3 separate regions of the Mus musculus genome follow, and all the other regions are linked to region 2. A link is a contact called in public promoter capture Hi-C data. All regions are on one chromosome and are shown on one strand. The core of a region is the stretch at or near the end of the contact, and the rest is flanking DNA. Distances in the headings are between cores, read along the strand shown. Region 1 holds the start of Actr5 (ARP5 actin-related protein 5). Region 2 holds the start of Tti1 (TELO2 interacting protein 1). Region 3 overlaps Src (Rous sarcoma oncogene).

Region 1 (3,327 bases), core at 691-3,190, 600 kb before region 2:
CCATGCTTACTGAATGCCTCCTATGGGCAGGTATCATGTTAACTGTTCCCCCATAAATCAGAATTGTAACACTGTATAACTGTCAATCAGACATAAGACCAACTTGAAGTCCCTCCAGGAGGTCCCAAAGGGCAGGTAGAGTAACTTCTGAAGGCACTCACTGATGTAGGTCTGAGCCCAGCTCAGTTAAACCACCTAGCACTTCCCAGACTTTCCAACAGGCACCTTTTACGTCCCATGATTCCAGGCAGCCCTAAAACGATGCTTCTCCCACACAATGCCACGGCACAGCTCACCTCCCTTCCAAGACCGGTAAGATGTGTGTGCACTGGTAGCCGGATGAAATGATGAGGCCGCTGGAAAGGGCATTCTTGGGCACGTTGTGGTAGAAGCTGAAGAGGCTGTCTATCCCATAGGCAACCTTCGGGATCCTGTAGCATTCGAAAAGGAGCTCCGACATCATTTGACGGGAGTAGAGGGGGTTACACACAGCCTCTGTCAGAACTATGGGATGATCAACGCAGCCCTACTTTGAAAGACAAGCACAAAGAGACAAACGGAAGCATGCATGAAATGCAAAAATAACCCCAAATCCTTACGCAGGACAGAATTTACTTTTGAACTCTAATTTAAAACACGAGGTCGTGGAGGGAGACACTCAAGGCCAGACACGAGGACTAGAGAGAACACATTAGAACCCAACTCTGTTTCCCAGCACCTAATCTCTGACTCCAGTCACAGAAGATCACCTGCCTAAGGCACCTACACTCTTGTACACATTCTCACACATATAACTTTGAAATAATACATCTTTTAAAAGGTGCTCACGGGCCATTTTAAAGAATACATTTCATCTCTATTGGAGATTATTTTGGGAAGCCAAAATAACATGATCAATTTAAGCTTTTCGTAGGTCTGTCTGTCTGTTGGTTTTTTGTTTTTTTAAGATAAGGTTTCTCTGTGTAGCCCTGGCTGGCCTTGAACTCACAAACATCTGCCTGCTTCTGCCTACCGAGTGCCCGGATTAAAGGGCCGTGAACCCATGCCCGGTTCATTTTAAGTTTATTAAGTCAAGCTTTGGCTAAACTGTTAACTGATAAACCCCGTTGGTTTTATCTTCAAAATACTTCCAGGATCGGACTGGTGCTGGTAAAACTCATCTCACTTGGACTATTGCAAACTGGACCCTTGTGCCTGAGACAGCCCATCCTCTGGAAGATAAAGACTTCGTGGTGTACCCTTAGCTCCTAGCACAAGGCTGACGAACTTGTGTTCAATACCCTACTGCCTGGCATGACGGCTGAAGCCGAGCGCGCCCTGCCCGGCAGGCCCTCACCTGCGAGGAGACGCCGAGGTGCTGGAAGCTGTAGTCCAGCAGCAGTTCCTGCAGTTCCAGGTTGACCGGGACGTTGCGATCGAAGGGCGAGCGCAGCATCCAGCGCAGAGGCTCCAGGCTTCCCAGCGCGTTGCCCACCTGCGGCCCCGGCCCGCCGCGCGCCCCGCCGCGGCCGCGCGCACACACGGCGCGGAACTGCAGGCGAGGCTCGGGACCGGGGTCCGGCCCGGGGCACGCCCACCCGGCCCGAGCCTGGAACGACCCGTTGTCCAGCACCAGAGGCACCGGCTGCGACCCGAAGGCCACCGGCCCGGCTTCGAGCACGGGATCCGGAGCAGAGCGGGCATCTCGGAAGCGGAACACGTTGGCCTCCATCTTGGCCAGCGCCGGTCCCGCCCCGAAGCCGAGTGCGTCACGAAACCCCGGGCCGCGTCTGAGTCTCTGGGCCCCGAAGCGTCCGGAAGCCTCCTCCTTACGGGAGGACTCGCTGGTTTCAGCACCTGATTCCCGCCTGGCGCTCCAGAACTTTCTGTGGGTTTCTATTCCCCGCTGATCCAGGCCTCAAGTCCAACCGTAGCTCCAGCTTGTCCGCAACAGCCTCCTTGTGGCCACGCCTCTTCGCGCTAACTGGCTGTCCACGAGCCCCGCCCCCAGCTCCGAACATGGAGGCGTAGCCACGCCCCTTGCTCTAACTAAGGGACCAAAGGCTCCACCCACACTGGGCTGGACTCCGCCCCTCCCTGTCCCCTTACTCTCCCTTGGTCTCTGTCTGCATAGCCTTGCAGATCTAGCCCTTAGTTTTGTGACCGTGTTAAGCTAATCTCCTTCCCCTTTGACTTCTTTTTCTGTTCATTTGTTTATTTATTGCGTGATGGGTGTGGGAGCGTGCCAAGATGCCTGTTCTCTTCACCCAATAGGTTCCAGGGATGGAACTCAGGGCCCTCAAGGGCCCAGTCAAACTCCAAACTCTGAGGTACTACTAACTTCAGTTTCTGGGAGTGGCAGCTAAAATGAATATTTAGTGAGTTTGTAAAAATTCATCAAGCTGTCTACTTAAGATTGAATATTTCACTTTTTGTTTTGTTTTGTTTGGTTTGCTTTTTTGAGACAGGGTTTCTCTGTGTAGTTCTGGTTATCTTGAACTTACTCTGTAGACCAGGCTGGCCTCGAACTCAGAAATCCGCCTGCCTCTGCCTCCCAAGTGCTGGGATTAAAGGCGTGTGCCACCACTGCCCTGCTTTGTTTTTGGTTTTGTCTTTGTTTTTGTTTTTAATCATGTCGTTGTATCTCATGCTGGCCTTCAACTCTCAGCCATCCTCCTGTTCCAGCCTTTTATGTATTAGGGTTATTGACATCTCACACACACACACACACACACACACACACACACACACACAGATACACACACAGACACACCAGTTTACCCCTTGTTTTGGAGTGCATTCTATAAAAGCTTCTGGAATACAGAAGAGGATATGGGAGATAATTTTTTTGAGACTGGATCAAGTGGGAGATAATTTTTTTGAGACTGGATTAAGTGTCTTCATTTTATCCATTGCCTGATTGAACATTTGACTGAATTCCTACCAGGACGGCTCCACCCGATAAGATTGCCCTGAAAGCCTGCTGACCATCCTCCCCTCTCCCACCCACCACCCAGCTTGCAGCTGTTGTTTGGGGCTTAGACACCCTGATCACCACTCCAGCATTGTTTTTTTTTTCTCTTTCCTCTTTCCCCAAGCACGCCACGACAACTCAAGTTTTCTGTTTTCTTGATTGCTGTATTTTCTTTCTTCTTTTAAGCTTTAGCCCTGCACTTTGAAGGCTGGTTTATTTACATGACGTTTTAAGAAAAGTGGCAAAAAAAAAAAAAAAAAAGCCGGCCTTGGTGGCGCACGCCTTTAATCCCAGCCCTCAGGAGGCAGAGGCAGGCAGATTTCTGAGTTCGAGGCCAGCCTGGTCTACAAAGTGAGTTCAGGACAGCCAGGGTT
Region 2 (3,276 bases), core at 577-3,076:
GCACTGTACCTGCCCGCTGCTCCACACCTGGATGTAGCAACCTGAAGGCAAAGACCAAGCAGTACAGGGCGTTCACCAGTCCTAACTCACCACTTCTATGAAAGCGTGCACTGTGCCCACAGCACACTAAAATGCTTCCTGGATTAGCCTGGCTTCTTACCAGAATCGGCTTTGTTGAGCCCTGTGTTTTCCCCATCTGTAAAATTCCTACTTCAAAAAAAAAAAACCCAAGAATTTAAAAAAACAAAACAAAACAAAAAACAAGCAAACAAAAAAAAAACAAAGAACCATCCAGTATGGTGGCACAAGTCACTAATCCCAGCATTTGGGAGGCAGAAACAGGCGGGTCTGAGTTCGAGGCCAGCCTGGTCTACATAGGGAGATCCAGACCTGTAAAGGCTAAAGGTTCTGTCCCAAAGCAAAAACAAAAGCAACCCGCATAAAGATAGCAGCACATAATAAAGCCACAATAACATAAACTACCATCATCTCCATTTTCTATATAAGGAATAAAGGACATAGAGGTTAAACTGTTGGGTTCAGTGACAGATAGACTTAACTTCCAGACAGTAGCCAGAAACAACTTGCATCCAACACCGGGCCTGGCAAGAAACAGGTAGCGCTCGGGGAATATCGTGAGAGTCTGAATTTAGTGGCAAGGGCAGAAGGCTACCCAATTTACCATCCTGTTCTCAAGTCTATGGATAGTAACTAACACGGAGTCAAGGCTTTGGAAGTACAGGTAAGTTTGTATCCGTTTTACAGATTAGAATACACCGGCACAAGGATATGAAGAAACGTTCCCAGGATCACTTAGCTAGAACACGTTTGCACCAGGTCTTAATGTGGGCAGTCTGACCAGAGACGGCTGGATCGTATTCCAATTGCCCAACACGGGGCTCCCAGCTCCAAACACAGCCACGATTTAAAACAAAAACAAAAACAACTGTCGTAAGGTGTGAGGGGGAAGCCTGATGAGGGAAGGAGCTGAGTAACTTCAAGTCTGGGCATTTGCGCCCTTGGAACTTCAGACGAATCTCCCATACCTTACCGGGCCTCAGTTTCCCTCTCCAAGTCATAAAATAACACCGTTTCCAACCTCAGACCCTCCATCAGAGCCCCAGGCCTGCAAAACAAGGCTTAAGAAGCCACAGGGCTGCGGGAGAGTGGATGAGGGAACACAGCCATGGGAGAGCCGGGGTGCGGGTGATCACCTTTGCGGAGCTCGCGGTGCCACACGGAGACGATGGGTCCTGCGTGCTTGCGGTGGTGGATGAGCCACAGGGAGAGGGTCTGCACGCTCTGCTGAGAGTTGCTCAGCTCTGAGAGCTTCTTTTCCAGCGCCGATTCTGAGAAGGAGGACATGGTGGCGGTGGTGGGGAGCAGCCCGGGCCGCCCGATGAGACGGGGAAAGCGACCGCACTCGGCCCAGGCCTCCGCTGACAGGCTGCAGGGCTCTCCGCCGACTGACAGACAGCTCGGGGTACCAGGTGGGGGGAGGGGACAGGTCTCCGCAGTAACAGCCGCCCGCGCCGCCGCCACAAGATGGCCACCCGACCTCTCACCCCGCCGCCACGGGGGTCAAAGGGCAAGGGCCACAGCCGGGCGCCGAGAGGCTTCGGAGCCGGAGGAAAACGATCCTTAGGAGGCGGCAGTATCCTTGGTCCCTGACTTCTAGCCGGCCAGGCCGAGGGAACAAATCCAGGTCCTCGAACACCGAAAATGCGCTTTAACCGCTCGCGCCCGCGCGCCGGCGCAGTGAGCCTCACCGGAACCCTTTTTCCCGCTCCGCAGAACCTTTCTGGCGCGGCGCGACGCACTACTTAGTCGTCATTTCCGCCTAGGGTGCAGGAGGCGGGAGAGTGAGGGAAAGACTGGAAGACGAGGTAAGAGTGGCGGGAGTGTAAGGGAGCCCAGCCGCTTAGGAGCGTCCAGAAACGAATCCTTAGGACACACTGAGGCAGGAAGCGCGGGAGCTGGGTGTGGGAAGGGCCGCGTCGCTTTGGTGGCTGGCCTAGGCCACACCTCCCTCCGTGCCTGGGCCCCTCTCCCCAGCGCTCCTCTAGTTCCTTTAAAGACACGAACTCTTGGCAGGGCTCCCCACTTTGGTTCCTGTTCTGACTTCCGAAGTGATACCCCTTTTCTCACCTGGTGGAACTGCGCCGTCTACTGACCTCTACTGAGTCTGGCCCCACACACACACAACTTTTTTTTTGGAGGGGTGTGATGGCTCCAAGTGCTTGCTATGCAAGAATGAGGATTTGTGTTCCCATCATTAAAAAGCCCAAGTTGGTGGGCCAGGTCTGTAACTTCAGTGTTCTGGGGCTGAGACAGGAAGATCGCCGGAGCTTGCTAGATGCCTGCTTAACTCCAGGTTCAGTGAAAGACTCAGTCTCAAAAGAATAAGCTGGAGAGTGATTGAGCGGGACACCTGACGTCCTCTGTGCGTGCACCCCCCCCCCAACACACATACCTACAACTCCCTGACGTTGTTGAACTTATTAGATGTGAGTCCCCTCCCAGCCTAAAAGACATTCCTATAGTTGATGCCTGGTTTTCTTAACTTCTCTGTCCCTAATATACATGCTTTGACCCTTCTTCACCTGGAGTGCATCATGATCATAGCTAGTGTAGTTGAGAAGTTTCTATGTGCTAGACACTTTTCAAAGCTATGAGGTAAGTGTTATCGTCTCACGGTTTAACAACTGAGGAAACAGGTTACAGAGGTGTGGTGATCACATAAGTTTCAAGCTCACAGAGCTAAGATCTGAATGAAGAGAGTGTATCTAAGTGTGTCCCAGCATCTGGAATCAAAGCTGAATTCATAGCTGATTGAATTAACGCACAAGTCAACACCTTATAATGATATAGGGAGGCAGAGGCAGGTGGTTCTCCTGAGGGTTCCAGGCCAGCTTGGTCTGTGCAGTAAATTCCAGACCAGCTTTTAAGACCCCACCTTACAAAAAAGCTCGGGCTTTTGAGACCTCATCTAAATAGTTGCTGAGTACTGAGTAACTCATGTTCTGAGTACCCTTTGTACTAAGTCTATGTATCCAGATGTTACTATTTTAAATGTCAGTCCTTAACAACAGTGCTCTGGCACGGGGATTGCTATCACCATTTGATAATGAGAACACATGAGATTCGAGTGAGTTACCTGTCCAGAGCTGCTTGGGCATAGCCAGGAAATGGCAAAACTAGAATTCAGTCAAGGCCTGACTCAGTCAAATCACCTGATCCCAAATTCCTCACATATTAGCCAAAGGTTCCTTCATT
Region 3 (3,294 bases), core at 3-2,502, 570 kb after region 2:
ACATCCACCTTCCTCCTAAGGGCCAGCGAGAGAGAAGCAGAGAGAAGGAGAGGCTGAGGTGCGAAGACAGGGCCCAGGACAAGGGAGGATACTGGTTGGGGTCTAGGGAGGGCCGCCACCCACCAAGAGCAGAAGCAGCCCTGTAGGCTCTGCACCGCCCTCTGCCGGCAGCTCTCGGTAAGACAGACCCACGCTCCCAGTGCAGTCCCCGCCAGGCCACTCACGTGTTATTGACAATCTGCAGCCGCTCCCCTTTCTTGAAGGACAGGTCAGTCTCTGTCCGTGACTCATAGTCATAGAGGGCCACAAAGGTGGTCACCCCACCTGCAGAGAAGGATGAGAGGTGTCAGAACCCTGCAGGGGCTGGGTCAGGCGCCGTTCTCACTCACCAGCCTGTCCCTGGGAGGAAGCTAAGTACGCTGTGCCTTCCTGCTGGGCTGCAGACTAGGTGTTCCTTATCTAATGAGTCTATTGACACAAGCAGAAGTCCCGTCCCCGTCCCCGTCCCCCCCGTCCCTGTCCCCCCCCCCCCCCGAGATCAGGCTCCCTTGCTCTGCACTCAGGGGCAGCACACAGAAGATGCCCCAAGCCCCACACTTAAGGGACTCTGCCTGTGTGTGTGCCTGGCAGCTCGAGGTTTCTGGTCCAAGTTTCAGGACCCTTCCCCTGATTCTCCCCTCACCCACAGCTGCTCCGTGGAATCCTGCATCCCACCCTCGGTTGCCCGAGGCTCCACAAATGCTTCTCAAATGATCGAATGGGTGTGTGGCTGCATGGCGGGAAGTGGGCTGCCCGTCCAAAGGTCTCACCACAACCAAGTTCCTGTGGTGGGATGTGGAGCTGGGAACCCCTACATCCCGTGTCTGCATTCTGCATGCAAGATGGTAGACAGGCCCATCTGAGGGGGCGAGGTTGTATGCACACCTGTATCTGTGTGTGCTCTGGCCCAGGTGTCTCTAGGAATTGTTGGTGTCTCCACTCAGTGTGGGTTCATGCCCAATGTGGGCATATAACATGGTTGAGTCTGGGTGGGATTTGTACGTGTAGGTGTGCAGCCATGCGTGTGGCTCTGTCTGAGCGTGGGATTTGCACGCATGGGCGTGCAGCCGTGAGTATGGCTCCGTCAGAGTGTGGGATTTGCACGTGTGGGTGTGTAGCCATGCATGCAGGAGCGTGAGTCACCCCGCTCAGCTCCTGGGCGGCAGGGCTGCCGCACCACACAGCGCCAGCAGAGGGCGCAGGGGCGCACTCGGGCCATCGCACAGCAGAGCCAGGAACAAAGGCTGGGCGGAGGCGGCAGCTAGTCCGTGGCGGTCCATCCCCTGAGGGCCTCAGGGTCCCCTCCCCTACAACCCTCTCCTTCAGAACCCGTTATATACTCTGAACCTGGGAGCCCGAAAGCGCCAGGAGCCCCGCTTTCCAGTTTACGAATCCTTCCCCATTCGCAGCCTCGGGAAAACCGAGTCCCCAGAACCCAGAGAGGGTGCACCACAGCTCAGGGACACACAGCAAGGGGGAGGGCTGACCTGCCAGAGGCCCCGCCCTCTGCGGGGAGGTGACGGTGTCCGAGGAGTTGAAGCCTCCGAAGAGCTTGGGCTCGGCCGCGGGCGGCACGAAGGCGGCGCTGGGCCCGCGGTGGCCGTCGGCGGAGGCGGGCTTGCTCGGTGTCTGTGAGGCCGGGAAGGCGCCCCCTGCCCCGTGCACGTTTTCCGAGGGCTCCAGGCTGCGGCGCCGCTGGCTGGCGTCCTTGGGCTTGCTCTTGTTGCTGCCCATGGTCCTGGCTAGGGGCGACAGAAATCCCCGAGGTAGAGGAGAGCCTCTGGGAGGAGACAAGCCACCCCACCCACTTATCGGATAGGGAAACTGAGGTCCTAAGAAGGGGACTAGCCACCCTGGGAGGACTCGTCTCATTACACCTGTCAAATGAATTGCTGGCACCTTAGGACACAGCTATGGAGAGAAGACATACCAGTCCAAAGTCCTGACTGCTGGACCCAAAGTCAGTTTCAGTCTTTCTTAGGCAGGGACACTTGAGTCATATCTATGTCCCCAGCACATAGGAGGGGCTCATTTAAGGATTGCTGAATGAATCCATGCCTGACAAGTCGTCTAACACTGGGGGAAGGTGCAGTACAGTACGGTGGCTTGAAGAAGGGATGGCCAGGCCTCCTGGTCACAGGACCTTTGCAAACACTATTCCCTGACAGCTTCACCTCCCAACTCAGTTTCCTTCAGCTGTCAGCTCAAAGTTACTTCCTGGGTCAGGCAGATGGCTACACAGGTAAAGGCACCTGTCACAGACACTGCTGACCTCAGTTCAATCCCCAGGACCCACATGGTGAAAAGAGGTGGACTGGGGCTGGAGAGGTGGCTCAGCAGTTAAGAGCACTGACTGCCTTTCCAGAGGTCCTGAGTTCAAATTCCAGCAATCACATGGTGGCTCACAACCATCTGTAACGAGACCTGATTCCTTTTCCTGATGTCTGAGGACAGCTACAGTGTACTTACTTACATATAAATCAAGAAAGAAAGAAAGAAAGAAAGAAAGAAAGAAAGAAAGAAAGAAAGAAAGAAAGAGGGAGGGAGGGAGGGAGGAAGGGAGGAAGGGAGGAAGGGAGGAAGGGAGGAAGGGAGGAAGAGAGGAAGAGAGGAAGGAAGGAAGGAAGAAAGAAAGAAAGAAAGAAAGAAAGAAAGAAAGAAAGAAAAAGAAAGAAAGGAAGGAAGGAAGGAAGGAAGGAAGGAAGGAAGGAAGGAAGGAAGGAAGGAAGAGAAACTTCAAGTCACATCCTTTAGGAAGGGGTCCTCAAATTCTTTCATGAGCCCCCAAACTACTGTACCCCCTTGGTTATATGTAGCCCCCTCTTCTTTTAATTCATGAATTGCTCCTGGTATGCACGGAGTGAGGTATACAGCAGGTGCTTAACAAACAACCAAATGATGAGCAGGGGGAGCAAGTCTGAGAGGTCCAGGGACCTGGATACACAGAGGGACCAAGTGAAAGGCCCCATGCCACCCGATGCCTGCTACCTTCCACATCCGTGCCCAACCCAGGAAGCTGGGCTGGGGCTCCCCTCTCCCATCTCTGCTCACCTGATAGGTAGCAGAGCTACCCCAGTGGATCTGGGGAGCAGACTGGGGCCTTGGTGCAGACACCAGCTGTAGTATCCGGGGTCTTGGCCTAAAGACCCTGTTGCACCTCTCCTGCTCCGTGTCCCTAGGCAAGCTGCTCCCTCTCCCTGGGTCGCAACATCCGCACCTGCAGAGATGCTGTGGGGTGTGGACATGAAAACCATT

What was found. Promoter capture Hi-C pulls out the DNA fragments that hold promoters and counts their contacts.
Region 1: a contact with region 2 is called in a promoter capture Hi-C map of pre-B cells, with 2.6 times the contacts expected there. The contact joins the promoter of Actr5 here to the promoter of Tti1 in region 2. A contact is called at or near these places in 1 of 39 promoter capture datasets (pre-B cells), 1 of 484 Hi-C or Micro-C datasets (regulatory T cells) and 1 of 9 other capture datasets (liver).
Region 3: a contact with region 2 is called in a promoter capture Hi-C map of embryonic stem cells, with 2.9 times the contacts expected there. The contact joins the enhancer-like site here to the promoter of Tti1 in region 2. A contact is called at or near these places in 2 of 39 promoter capture datasets (embryonic stem cells and liver) and 1 of 484 Hi-C or Micro-C datasets (embryonic stem cells).

The regions. Positions count from the first base shown.
Region 1 is chr2:158,623,526-158,626,852 of GRCm38.p6, reverse strand. It overlaps Actr5 (ARP5 actin-related protein 5), which reads right to left and starts at 1,940. Exons shown (of 9, transcript NM_175419.4): 1 at 1,337-1,940; 2 at 297-526. The coding sequence starts at 1,711.
Region 2 is chr2:158,026,984-158,030,259 of GRCm38.p6, reverse strand. It overlaps Tti1 (TELO2 interacting protein 1), which reads left to right and starts at 1,826. Exons shown (of 8, transcript NM_029282.2): 1 at 1,826-1,886. It overlaps Rprd1b (regulation of nuclear pre-mRNA domain containing 1B), which reads right to left and starts at 1,763. Exons shown (of 7, transcript NM_001291134.1): 1 at 1,215-1,763. The coding sequence starts at 1,365.
Region 3 is chr2:157,455,564-157,458,857 of GRCm38.p6, reverse strand. Src (Rous sarcoma oncogene) reads right to left here. Exons shown (of 15, transcript NM_009271.3): 3 at 3,091-3,267; 4 at 1,527-1,781; 5 at 225-324; 6 at 1-15. The coding sequence starts at 1,773. Among named protein-coding and RNA genes, the nearest start is that of Src, 33 kb to the right of the region's middle. Within about 2 kb of position 1,252, at least 170 of the 459 cell types and tissues checked have an H3K27ac peak or open chromatin away from gene starts, as enhancers often do. A contact at or near this core is called in embryonic stem cells, where this site is marked.